Linked DNA regions of Sus scrofa: region 2 is linked to region 1. The links are chromatin contacts, called in public HiChIP or PLAC-seq maps. All regions are on one chromosome and are shown on one strand. The core of a region is the stretch at or near the end of the contact, and the rest is flanking DNA. Distances in the headings are between cores, read along the strand shown.

The links. HiChIP or PLAC-seq counts read pairs in DNA pulled down with a chosen protein or histone mark.
Region 2: a contact with region 1 is called in an H3K27ac HiChIP or PLAC-seq map of alveolar macrophages. The contact joins the promoter of FURIN here to the enhancer-like site in region 1. A contact is called at or near these places in 2 of 5 promoter capture datasets (fetal skeletal muscle and liver), 6 of 47 Hi-C or Micro-C datasets (alveolar macrophages, embryonic fibroblasts, epiblast stem cells and 3 more) and 1 of 2 datasets of contacts at active chromatin or transcription factors (alveolar macrophages).

What each region holds. Positions count from the first base shown.
Region 1 is chr7:53,417,087-53,422,625 of Sscrofa11.1, forward strand. No RefSeq gene overlaps it. Among named protein-coding and RNA genes, the nearest start is that of FURIN, 36 kb to the right of the region's middle. Within about 2 kb of position 1,900, at least 19 of the 83 cell types and tissues checked have an H3K27ac peak or open chromatin away from gene starts, as enhancers often do. A contact at or near this core is called in alveolar macrophages, where this site is marked.
Region 2 is chr7:53,451,551-53,457,047 of Sscrofa11.1, forward strand. FURIN (furin) reads left to right here and starts at 4,084. Exons shown (of 15, transcript XM_021098916.1): 1 at 4,084-4,511.

The sequences.
Region 1 (5,539 bases), core at 650-3,149:
CGGCCCAGCTCCCCTCACATTCGCTGGGTGACCTTTGTGAGCCTTTCTGAGCCTCAATTTCTCATCCGCATGATAAGCAGCAGCTGGCCCTGCCTCTAGAGGCAGTCGTGGGCACCTTCTGATCAGATGTCCCGTAAACCTTTGCTGGTGCAAACACAGAGACTCAGGCATGGCCCTGGCCCTCAGCGAGGTCACAGTAACCGCAAATGGTCACCCCAGGAAAAGGAGACAAGAAGTGGCATCAGGGAATCAGGGTGCTGCGGGACCCCCCTCCCCATGTTCACTTCCCTGCCTGGGGGGCTCAGAAGTGAACATGGAGCCTCGGGGAATGAGTAGGAACTCAGAACAAGAGGAGGAGACAGACCCAGGCGAAGCAGAGGTAAGGGCTGGAGAGGTGATAGAGCCTGGCCTGGGAGTTAAGGACGGGCTGCAGGAGGCGGGAAAGCCAGTGGAGATGGTCCTAGCTGAGGATCGGGGACCTGTCGCCAGGGAAAGCTCTGAAGCAGGAGAGAAACACGATCCAAATTGAGTGTTAGGAAAACTGCTCTGACCACAGGATCAGAAAGGGGTGGCAGCAGGTGAGGCTGGACGCCAGCAGGCAGGAGGCTCTTGCTCATCCAGCAAGAGAAGTAGCAGCTCTCAGGGTAGCAGGTGGCAGGAGTAGACAGAGGCCACTGCCAAAGGGAGGACATGCGGCAGGGCCGGGGCTGCCAACGTGCCCTGAAGACGTCCTAGAGGGAAACCCTTGACACATCAGTGATACCAAAACAGGTCCTACCCTTTCCAGTCAGGAGGATGCTCTGTGGCCTGAGGGGTCAGTTTGTGGCCCCAGTCCAGGCCCCAGGTGGGCCTGAGGGGCCCAGGCTTTCCTGCAATGTATGGGGGGCTGCATGTGTGTGAACCTGACAGTGCTCTGACCTGGCCATGCTGCTTACAAGTAATTCCTCAAAGGCTATACCACCCCCCTACACACACATAAAAAAAGCCAACTCTGTGCTAATTTATTTTTCATATTTAAGAGCATGTGATGAACGCTCTGCTTATTGACCTAGAAAGTCATCCATAGCATGTTTTTGAGGAACCCAGCAGAGTCCTTCTGTTTTGCTATAAATCCCTGCCACTGGGCTGCCCAGCCTGGGACAACGGGTCCCTCATGGGCTGCAGGGAGAGCCATGCCATGAGGTGCAGCGTGCTCAGCAGTAAATGGCTGCTCTTTTTCTTTTTAAGCAAGCTACAGAACAATATTTTTTTAAAAAAAAAAAAAAAGGTTTTTTGTGGGTTTTTTTTTTGTTTTGTTTTGTTTTGTTTTTTTTTTGCTCTTTAGGTCTGTACCTGAGGCAAAGTGAGGTTCCCAGGCTAGGGGATCAAATCAGAGCTACAGCTGCTGGCCTACACCCCAGCCACAGCAACGCCAGATCCAAGCTGCACCTGCAACCTACACCACAGCTCACGGCAATGCCAGATCCTTAACCCACTAAGCAAGGCCAGGGATCGAACCCACAACTTCATGGTTCCTAGTCGGATTCGTTTCCACTGTGCCACAACGGGAACTCCAAAGATTTTATGTAAAGATCTTATTTGTCACTTTACCTGTGTGTGTGTTTAGAGGGAAAGGGGGGTGGAGAGAAAGAGAGGTTGCTCACCAAAATATTAAGTGGTGGGATTGAGATGGTTTGTGCTTTTCTGAACTGCTTGACCTTGTACAAAAAATCTCTTATCCTTTTTATAATCAGAATAAAGCAAGGGACAGCCACTCAGCCATCTTGGGGTTCAGAAGGGCTGTGGGGTTGGAGCCTCCAGCAGACTAGGAATAAGCTGTGGGACCAGAGAGAGCACCCCTCCCCGGGCAAAGCCCAGGGCCAAGACCAAGCAAAGCCAGCAGGAGGCAATGGAGTTTCACTTAAGCACAGCACAGCCCAGGAAGCTGGGTGGCCACGTGGCCTCTAGGCTGGGATCCCAGGGTCTGGGCCTCCCCAGTGGGGCCACCCTGCCCCCACCTGACCATCTTCCTCACTCTGAGAGGACAAGCACCCTGGGCTGGGTCACCTGCCTAGGTGACAATGGGGAGCCGTGCAGGAACTCTGACTCAAGGAGAGAGTGTCACACAGAGGAAGCAGGCCCAAGGTGGCCTGCACGAACTGCCACCCTGCACCTCCTGCCTCTCCTCCACAGTCCTCAGCTGGTGTCTGCACTGCCACCCCGGATCAGGGTTCTAGCTGGAAGGATCTAGCACATAGCCGGTGCCTAATAACATTTGTTGGATGAACGGGTAAAGGCCCCCTGTGAAGGCATCTGCCTAGACTGCCCACCCCCACGGGGGGATAAGATGGGAGGGTGGGAGCAAGGCCTGGAGCCTCCTACCTCTTGGGTGCTCACTGCCCAGCTGGCACCCCCAGGCCTGTGGAGCTCGGTGGCATAGGGTCACTGGGGTTTCCCCCTTCTTGGCTTCTAGAAGGTGCCTTCCTTACAACTTCACTTACAACTTCTTTTGTGCGTTGCTGGTTTTGGTTATTCGTGTCTTGTTCTCAGAAAGCTAGCTGATTTCCCCATTTAGTGATTTGGAGATGCACCATTTACCATGTGCTAAGATTAGTACAACCACCGGCGTCTGTTGCCAACTCCCCCTTTCTTGCCTGTTTCTGGAGTCCACTCACGTGTGGGGAAGTCTCTGGGAAGGACCGGGATGCAGGGCAGGGTGGGAAGCCAAGCTCCTGTCCTTGCCGCCTGCTCAGGGGAGAGGCAGAAGCTGAGGGCAGTGGTTCCCAAAACCTCAGCATCCCTGGAAGCTGGTTAAAACACAGTTTGATTCAGAAGATCTGGGCTGGGGCCTACGGGTCTGCATTTCTATCAAGCTCCCTGGTGTAGCCGAGGCTGCCAGCCACCCAGGGCCTTCATTTTGAGAACCACTGGCCCCGAACAGAGGCCAGGGCAGTAGGGGTGAGCCCTCAGGGTGAACACAGACCTCAGCAGTACATCTTTTTCTTTTTTTTTTTTCCGGCCACCCCCACGGCATTTGAAATTTCCCCAGGGCCAGGGGTCCAACCTGTGCCACACCTGTAACCAGAGTTATAGCTGTGGCAATACTGGATCCTTAACCTGCTGGGCCACCAGGGAACTCCTGGCATCCCTCTTAAGAGATCCAGCAAGAAGGAAGCAGAAGCAGGAGCGCCATTTCCCACAGGCATTTTACAGAGAGCACCGGAGGTAAAGCAGAACTTAAAAGCGGTAGAGGAATTCCTGTTGTGGCGCAGTGGAAACAAATCTGACTAGTATCCATGAGGTTGCGGGTTTGATCCCTGGCCTCTGCTGTGGCTGTGGTGTGGGCCTACAGCTGCAGCTCTGATTCGACCCCTAGCCTGGGGCACCTCCGTATGCTATGAGCGCGGCCCTAAAAAGCAAAAAAAAAAAAAAAAAAAAAAGTGATGGATGAGCTTAAGCTGACATTTCCCAGGCCTTGCCATCCTGTGGGATCAAATGGGGTCATGTTACCAGCCAAATTTTCCTGAGGGCAGAGTTCTGTCTCTGTGCCAAGCCAGACAAATGCCACTTCATGATACACTCTGTCAAGGAGTGACAGAGATAGGGGTTTTGGGGTGCCAGCGTGAGGCTCTCCAGAAAACCATCATTTTGCCATCCACTTAAGGGCCTGCTCTCTGCCTCAACCCTACAGCATCCAAAGTCAAGCCTCAGAACAGGATGGGGCCAGCACCCACACTGCCCCCACCCCCGCCCACCCCACCCCTCGGCTGTGTGTCACCAGTTCATAGGCAGGAAGACCATCAAGTTGTTCTGGAGTCAGAGTGCTTGAGGTCAAAGGCCAGTGGGGTCAGTTTATTGTGTGACCTTGAGTAAGTTACTTAACTTCTCTGGGCCTCAGTGATCATAATAGCAGAATCCTATGAGATAGACTGTTTGGAGGTTTAATGAAATAATCGATGATCAGCATGTAGCCCAGTGCCCAGCGCTCACTGAACATGAGCTATTGTTATTGTAGCATAGACCCACTCTCTGTACTGGTTGTCTGTTGTGTATACCTGTACAGAGGTTGACAAGTGGGGAGTTCCCATTGTGGCTCAGTGGTTAACGAATCCGACTAGTATCCATGAGGACGTGTTTGAGCCCTGGACTTGCTCAGTGGATCTGGCGTTGCCATGAGCTGTGGTGTAGGTTGCAGACGAAGCTCGGATCCCAAGTTGCTGCGGCTGTGGTGTAGGCTGAATTCGACCCCTAAAAAGGGTGCAGCCCTAAAAAGAAAAAAAAATAAAGTTGACAGGTGAATCAACTGGAAGCCATGTTCCCTAAGTAGGCTCAGCCATTCTCAATTCGATTCTTTTATGAAATTGCTCTCTCAAAAAAAGAAGCCTCGGAGTTCCCTAGAGGCTCAGCAGGTTAAGGATCGGGTCTTGTCACCGCTGTGGTGCAGGTTCAATCCCTGGCCCAAAAACTTTGGCATGCCGAGGGCCTGCCCCCCCCAAAAAAAAGCCTCCTTCAAGCACAGACATATCCAGCTAGCCAATCATCATAATCATCCAGATTCTGGGTTCTGGAGATTGGCAAGCAGCACGTCCTAACATAGAAGTTATCGATGCAAACTCTAGGAACCCCTGGAAGATTCAGAGATGGATATTGGAGGGTATATAAACCCTTCAAGTGCATGTACTATTTTTGTATATCTGCAAAGATTTCTGGGAGAAGGGTGACCATGTAAACACATGGTCATAGTGTCCAGCACCCCTTAAAGATTAAGAGACCCTGCCTAAGAGAAGCTGAAGACCTCCCTGGACAGTACAGCCCCTCCCAAGAACACTGCGGCGCCCTGAAACAAAAACCTGGGACAAAGATGGGAGCAGTCCTTGGAGTTCCCGTCGTGGCTCAGTGGTTAACAAATCTGACTAGGAACCATGAGGTTGCGGGCTCAATCCCTGGCCTTGCTCAGTGGGTTAAGGATCTGGCGTTGCCGTGAGCTGTGGTGTAGGTTGCAGACAAGGCTCGGATCTGGCGTTGCTGTGGCTCTGGCGTAGACCAGCGGCTACAGCTCCGATTCGACCCCTAGCCTGGGAACCTCCATATGCCGCGGGAGCGGCCCAAGAAATGGCAAAAACCAAAAAAAAAAAAAAAAAAAAAAAAAAGATGGGAGCAGTCCAGATCTGCATCTCCTTCCCTGAGAGGTAAGCCTTCTCCAAGGTGAGGAGAGAACCACCCTAAAATGGTGAGAGCAAACTAGGAAGGGTAAAACCCCAGGCAACCAAGTCTGAAGACAGTCGTGATGGCACCTGCCTACGTTCTCGCGAGATCAGCCTCCGGGAAGATGGAGTCAGAGGCTCCACCGCAGACGAAGCCAGTGGCGCTCCGCGGGGTGGCCGGGGCAGCCGAGGGATGGGGCGTGGAGGGGCGTACGGAGTCGGTGGTGCTGCTCAGACTGTAACAGTGGACAGAGCTACAGAACCGAACCAGGTAAGCCCGGGCTCCAGGGAGCGAAAGCCCCACGAGCTCTGCACTTCCCTTAGCCCTGCTTCTTCATCTGAAAAACGGGATTCTG
Region 2 (5,497 bases), core at 2,834-5,333, 37 kb after region 1:
CACAGCAAGGTGACCCAGTTACACATACATGTACACATTCTATTTTCTCCCATTATCATGCTCCATCATAAGTGACTAGATACAGTTCCCAGTGCTACATAGCAGGATCTCATTGCTTATCCATTCCAAAGGCAATAGTTTGCATCTATTAACCCCAGACTCCCAGTCCATCCCACTCCCTCCCCCTCCTCCTGAAAATTAAAAAAAAAAAAAAATAACATAAAGGAAATGTACAAGACTCAGAAACCCACTGTCAGTGATAAGCCCCCGTTCTTTCAAGGAGATTGCTCTTCCTTTATAAGAAAACATTTCTGCTTTTCTCTAGAAGGTCAGGAAGATCGGCCCTGCAGGACTGTGTAAGGAGAACTTAGCAAGCCCAGTGATGTGGCCGGTGTTGGGAGAAAGAGTAGCCACCAGTCCCCATGTGGCCAGGCTGCCAACCAGGCACCCTGTCGAGAGCATTGCCCACTTACATGCCTGATATGGGTTCTAAGCCCCCAGCCCCCAAGCAGGTATCAAAGCGTAGGGTGAGAGCTGCCAGCAAGACCCCACCAGTCTCAATCAGACTGGTCCCTTTACCCCAGCGGCTGCCCACATTGTCTGCGTGTCATGATGTGAACATGTTGCCAAGCCTGGCCTCAGAGGCCTGTCTGCTGACCTCTGACCTCAAAGGCAAGAGGTCAAAGGAGCAGGCAGCTTGCAAATGGTTACAAGGTACCTTCTGGGCCACCCAGGGACCAGGCCACACCAAAAGCTGCTCTGCAGCAGTAATGCAAAGAGGCTGGCCGCTCTCCTTCTAGAAAAAAAATAACCCAATGTGGAGTTCCTGTTGTGGCTTAGCTGTAATGAACCCAACTGGTATCCATGAGGACATGGATTCAATCCCTGGCCTAACTCAGGGAGTCAAGGATCCGGCATTGCCGTGAGCTGTGGTGTAGGTCGCAGACTCGGCTTGGATCTGGCATGGTTGTGGCTGTGGCGTAGGTCTGCAACTGTAGCTCCGATTTGACCCCCAGCCTGGGAACCTCCACATGCCATGGGTGCAGCCCTAAAGAACAAAGAATAAAGATAAATAAACTGGCTTATTTACCTGCCTGGCCTCCCTCACACCTGGAACACGGGAGGAGGTCCTGCATCAGCAGGTCCTCCATCAGTATTGGAGGAAGAAATGAATGCAGAGCCTCAGTGCACAATCAGCCTCTGCAAACAGAGATTTGTATTGGCACACGTAACATCCCTATGGCAAGACCTCTCCTTGCTCCCCTGCCTCTCTCCAGGCTCCTGAGGATCTAGGTGGACTCCATCAGCTAAAACACACTTGGACTAGGCACTCCCATCATGGCTCAGTGACTTAAAAGTTGATGAGTATTCACGAGGATGTGGGTTCGATCCCTGGCCTCACTCAGTGGGTTAAAGGATCTGGCATTGCTGTGGCTGTGGTGTAGACCAGCAACTGCCACTCCTATTTGACTCCTAGCCTGGAACTTCCATATAGCGTGGGTGCGGCCCTTAAAAAAAAAAAAGCATTTGAACTCTCAGCTAACTGCCCCTCATAATTGGCTGCCCACAGTTTCCCTCCTGGGCATCCTGGCACCCTTCCCTGCTGAGTGCACCCCCCCCACCACCACCAGGCACAGTGGGTGCTGGCGCCTTTCCTGGGCAGCCTGTTCCTATAAAGTTTTCCCCGGTGTACCAGTCCCACTAAGGGATAGCACCCTCCCTCCGCCAGGTATTAACTGGCTTTTTCCCCAGCAATGTTTGTTTTAGGGATTAAAGGTAGTGGAGGAGCCTGTAATTTCCAGAGTCATCTGTTCCTTTCCTGGCAGCCAGCACTACATTTGTTATTTCATTTTCCCAAGCCCCTGATAATATCATTGCAGACACGACGGTTTGCTAGCATCATCCAACGGAAAAACTCTCCAAGGCTTCTCCTATGCTGGTGGACAGGCGCTCACTGGCTTCGTGGCGGGGACGCCTGAGCTCTATGTTCTCTATGTTCTCTATATCCCTGAAACTCCTTCCTTAGGTTAGCCTTGAGGCTCACAGTCGTTTTTGTTTTTTGTTTTTTGTTTTTCATTTTCTTTTTTTTTTTTTTTTAGTTATTTCCCCAATACAATTTTTTTTCCTACTGTCCAGCATGGTGACCCAGTTACACATACATGTACACATTCTTTTTTCTCACATTATCCTGCTCCATCATAAGTGACTAGACATACTTCCCAGGGCTACACAGCAGGATCTCATTGCTCATCCATTCCAAAGGCAATAGTCTGCATCTATTAACCCCAAGCTCCCCAATCCATCCCACTCCCTCCCCCTTCCCCTAGGCAACCACAAGTCTATTCTCCAAGTCCGTGATGTTCTTTTCTGTGGAAAGGTTCATTTGTGCCTTTTTTTCCTTTTCTTTTTCTGTACTACAATCACACACACATACATACCCACCAACCTCATTTATCTGGCATGGTCAAGAAATGGCTACTTCACGTGAGTAAATTTTCAAAATCATGCCTTTCAAGCATTAAACCTTTAAACAGGAATTCCCATCGTGGCTCAGTGGTTAACAAATCCGACTAGGAACTATGAGGTTGAGGGTTCAATCCCTGACCTTGTTCAGTGGGTTAAGGATCCAGCATTGCCGTGAGCTGTGGTGTAGGTTGCAGACACGGCTCGGATCCTGAGTTGCTGTGGCTGTGGCATAGGCCAGTGGCTACAGCTCTGATTAGACCCCTAGCCTGGAAACCTCCATATGCTGCGGGAGCGGCCCTAGAAAAGGCAAAAAGACAAAAAAAAAAAACCTTTAAACAATGAAATGCATTTTACAAACAGCTTTAGGAGTTCCTGTCGTGGCTCAGTGGTCATGAACCTGGCTAGTTTCCATAAGGATAAAGGTTTGATCCCTGGCCTTGCTCAGCGGGTTAAGGATCCCGCGTTGCTGTGAGATGTGGTGTAGGGGGCAGACGTGGTGGCTCAGATCTGGTGTGACTGTGGCTATGGTGTAGGCCAGCAGCTGCAGCTCTGATTGGACCCCTAGCCTGGGACCCTCCATATGATTCGGGTCCGGCCCTAAAAAGACATACCCACACACACAAAAAGAATTAAAAGCCACTTTATTGATGTATACTTGACACACTCTAAACTGCATGTATTTGAAGGGTATGACTTGATCTGTTTTGATGTTGGTGTGTACCCATGGAATCATCACCCCGTCGGGCTAATGAACACATCCATCACTCCTCATAGTCTCCCCCCTTCCCTGCCCTTCCTTCCCGGGCAACCTCTGAACCACTGATCTGCTTTCTAAATACATATTTAATGCAAAGCTGTCTCATCCACTTCCCCACCTCAGTAAACAGAGTGTGATCAACGTGATTGTTCCTTTTTTCTTTTTCTTTTTTTTTTTTGTCTTTTTGCCATTTCTTGGGCCGCTCCTGCGGCATATGGAGGTTCCTAGGCTAGGGGTCTAATCGGAGCTGTAGCTGCCAGCCTACGCCAGAACCACAACAACATGTGATCCGAGCCACGTCTGCAACCTACACCACAGCTCACGGCAACGCCAGATCCTTAACCCACTGAGCATAGCCAGGGACTAAACCTGCAACCTCATGGTTCCTAGTCGGATTCGTTAACCACTGAGCCACGACGGGAACTCCGATTGTTCCTTTTTTCAATTCAGCATTATCATTAATTTTCCTGAGCGCCACGTCCTCAGTCCTCAGAGGTCGTTGGAAATACAGAAGCTTGTTTGCCCTGAACACTAAATGGCCCCATTGTTGTGCTGCTATGCCAGGTGGTTTGGGCTTTGGAAGTTTTCGCCCTTGCTGTCGGCTGTTCAGCGCACAGTTCCCAGCAGACCATGCCTGTTGCCTTGAACCCTGGCACACCGACTTCCTCTTCTTATGCCACTCCCCGCCTACCCCCCTGCCCCGGCGTGTGGCAATGCCTGGGGACATGTTTGGTTGTCATAACCAGGGCGGGGGTTCTATTGGTCCCCAGTGTTTAGGGACCAGGGATGTTGCTAAACCTCCTCCCACGCACGGGACAGTTTCCACGAAAAGGAATAATCTGGCCCGAGATGGTAACAGTGCGGAGGTTGAGAAACGCTGCTCCGGATAACCAAATTGATTGTAAAATTCAACAGCCAGTCGTGTTAACAGACTTTTACTTTTCTACATCAGGAGGGAGAAGGAAGGGCAGAGCTCAGCTCATTGGATCTGCCAGGCCAGGAGGGAGGACGTAGCTTCAGGAAGCTCCTGGCATGTCTCGGGGATCACCTTCCAACCCTCCCAGAGGGGGCTCACTGCCTTCCTGAGGACAAGCTCTAAGAAACTCAGCTTGAGGCCCCAGGGCCCAGCATTCAGCAGGTGCTCAATGAATGTCTGCATGAGTAGACTACACCCAAAGTGCCCATTAGGTACCCAGGTGTGGGTAGTACAGGCTGGGCACTGACACCGAGCCGGCGAAAGGGAACCACTGAACCGACCATTGACTTGGGGCTTCAGCAGAGCGAGCAGGTAAGTGCAGACCCAGCCCACTAATTGGGAAAAGGAGAAGGGCTGGCCATGCTGGGATCCCCGTTCCCACCGCATCCCTTCTAGCTCCTCCCCCCACCCACAGACACTCTGTCCTATAAAGGAGGTTTTTCTCAAAGTGGTTTAGCCAGAACTGGAAGGACCTTGTCCTGTGATGGGATAGGAGGAGCCTGACTGTTGCCCCAACAGCATTCACCATGGACCTCAGGTGTTCTGGAGCTAGATGGTGAAGTATGGGCGTGCTTTATTCAGTTGTGCATGACTTAAAAGTTTAGTTTGCTTCTTCTAAGTTGCCGAAATTCCTGAGAACTCAGGTAAGCAAAAAGAAGACAACAAAAAAGCTCTCAAATCCTACCCTTTTAGAGAAAACACCAGTTAAATGTGGTTGTCTGCCCTTCTATGTAGGGATGGATGTGGTGTAGACATTTTGATTAAAACCAGGTGTGGGTGACGCTGCCAAGGCTTTGTTTGAGGGGCCTGAGAGCAAGGAAGAGATTTTGAGAGAAGGGGACCCACAGAGCACGCCAAGGAGCAATGGGGGCACCTGGGGTGAGGGTGACCGAGTGGATTTTACCACGGGACAACCGATGCTCTTGGGAGACTCCCAGATTAACCCAAATCCAAACATAAACGGAGGCCTCGCTGGCTAGACCCTTCCCCCTCCTCTGGACCCCTGCCAGGAAGGTGGGAACCTCTTCCCAGCCCCTTCCTCCCTCAGGCCCTTCCCATCAGGCCCTGCTCCAAGCCATAGGGCATCCCCAACTCTGTTGCCAGGCTTCTGTCACGTGGCGCCGCACTGCCCATTAACTGCTGTGTAAAACTGATAACTGTGATCCAGAGGTTTCTGGACTCCTGGAGCCCCAAGTCAAAGGCTCAGTTTAGCTCCCTCTGGCCTTAAGGCCTCAGATAAATGGTCGGGAGCGATAAAGAGAACAAAACCTGCCAACAGGACTTGTTCCAGGAGATAA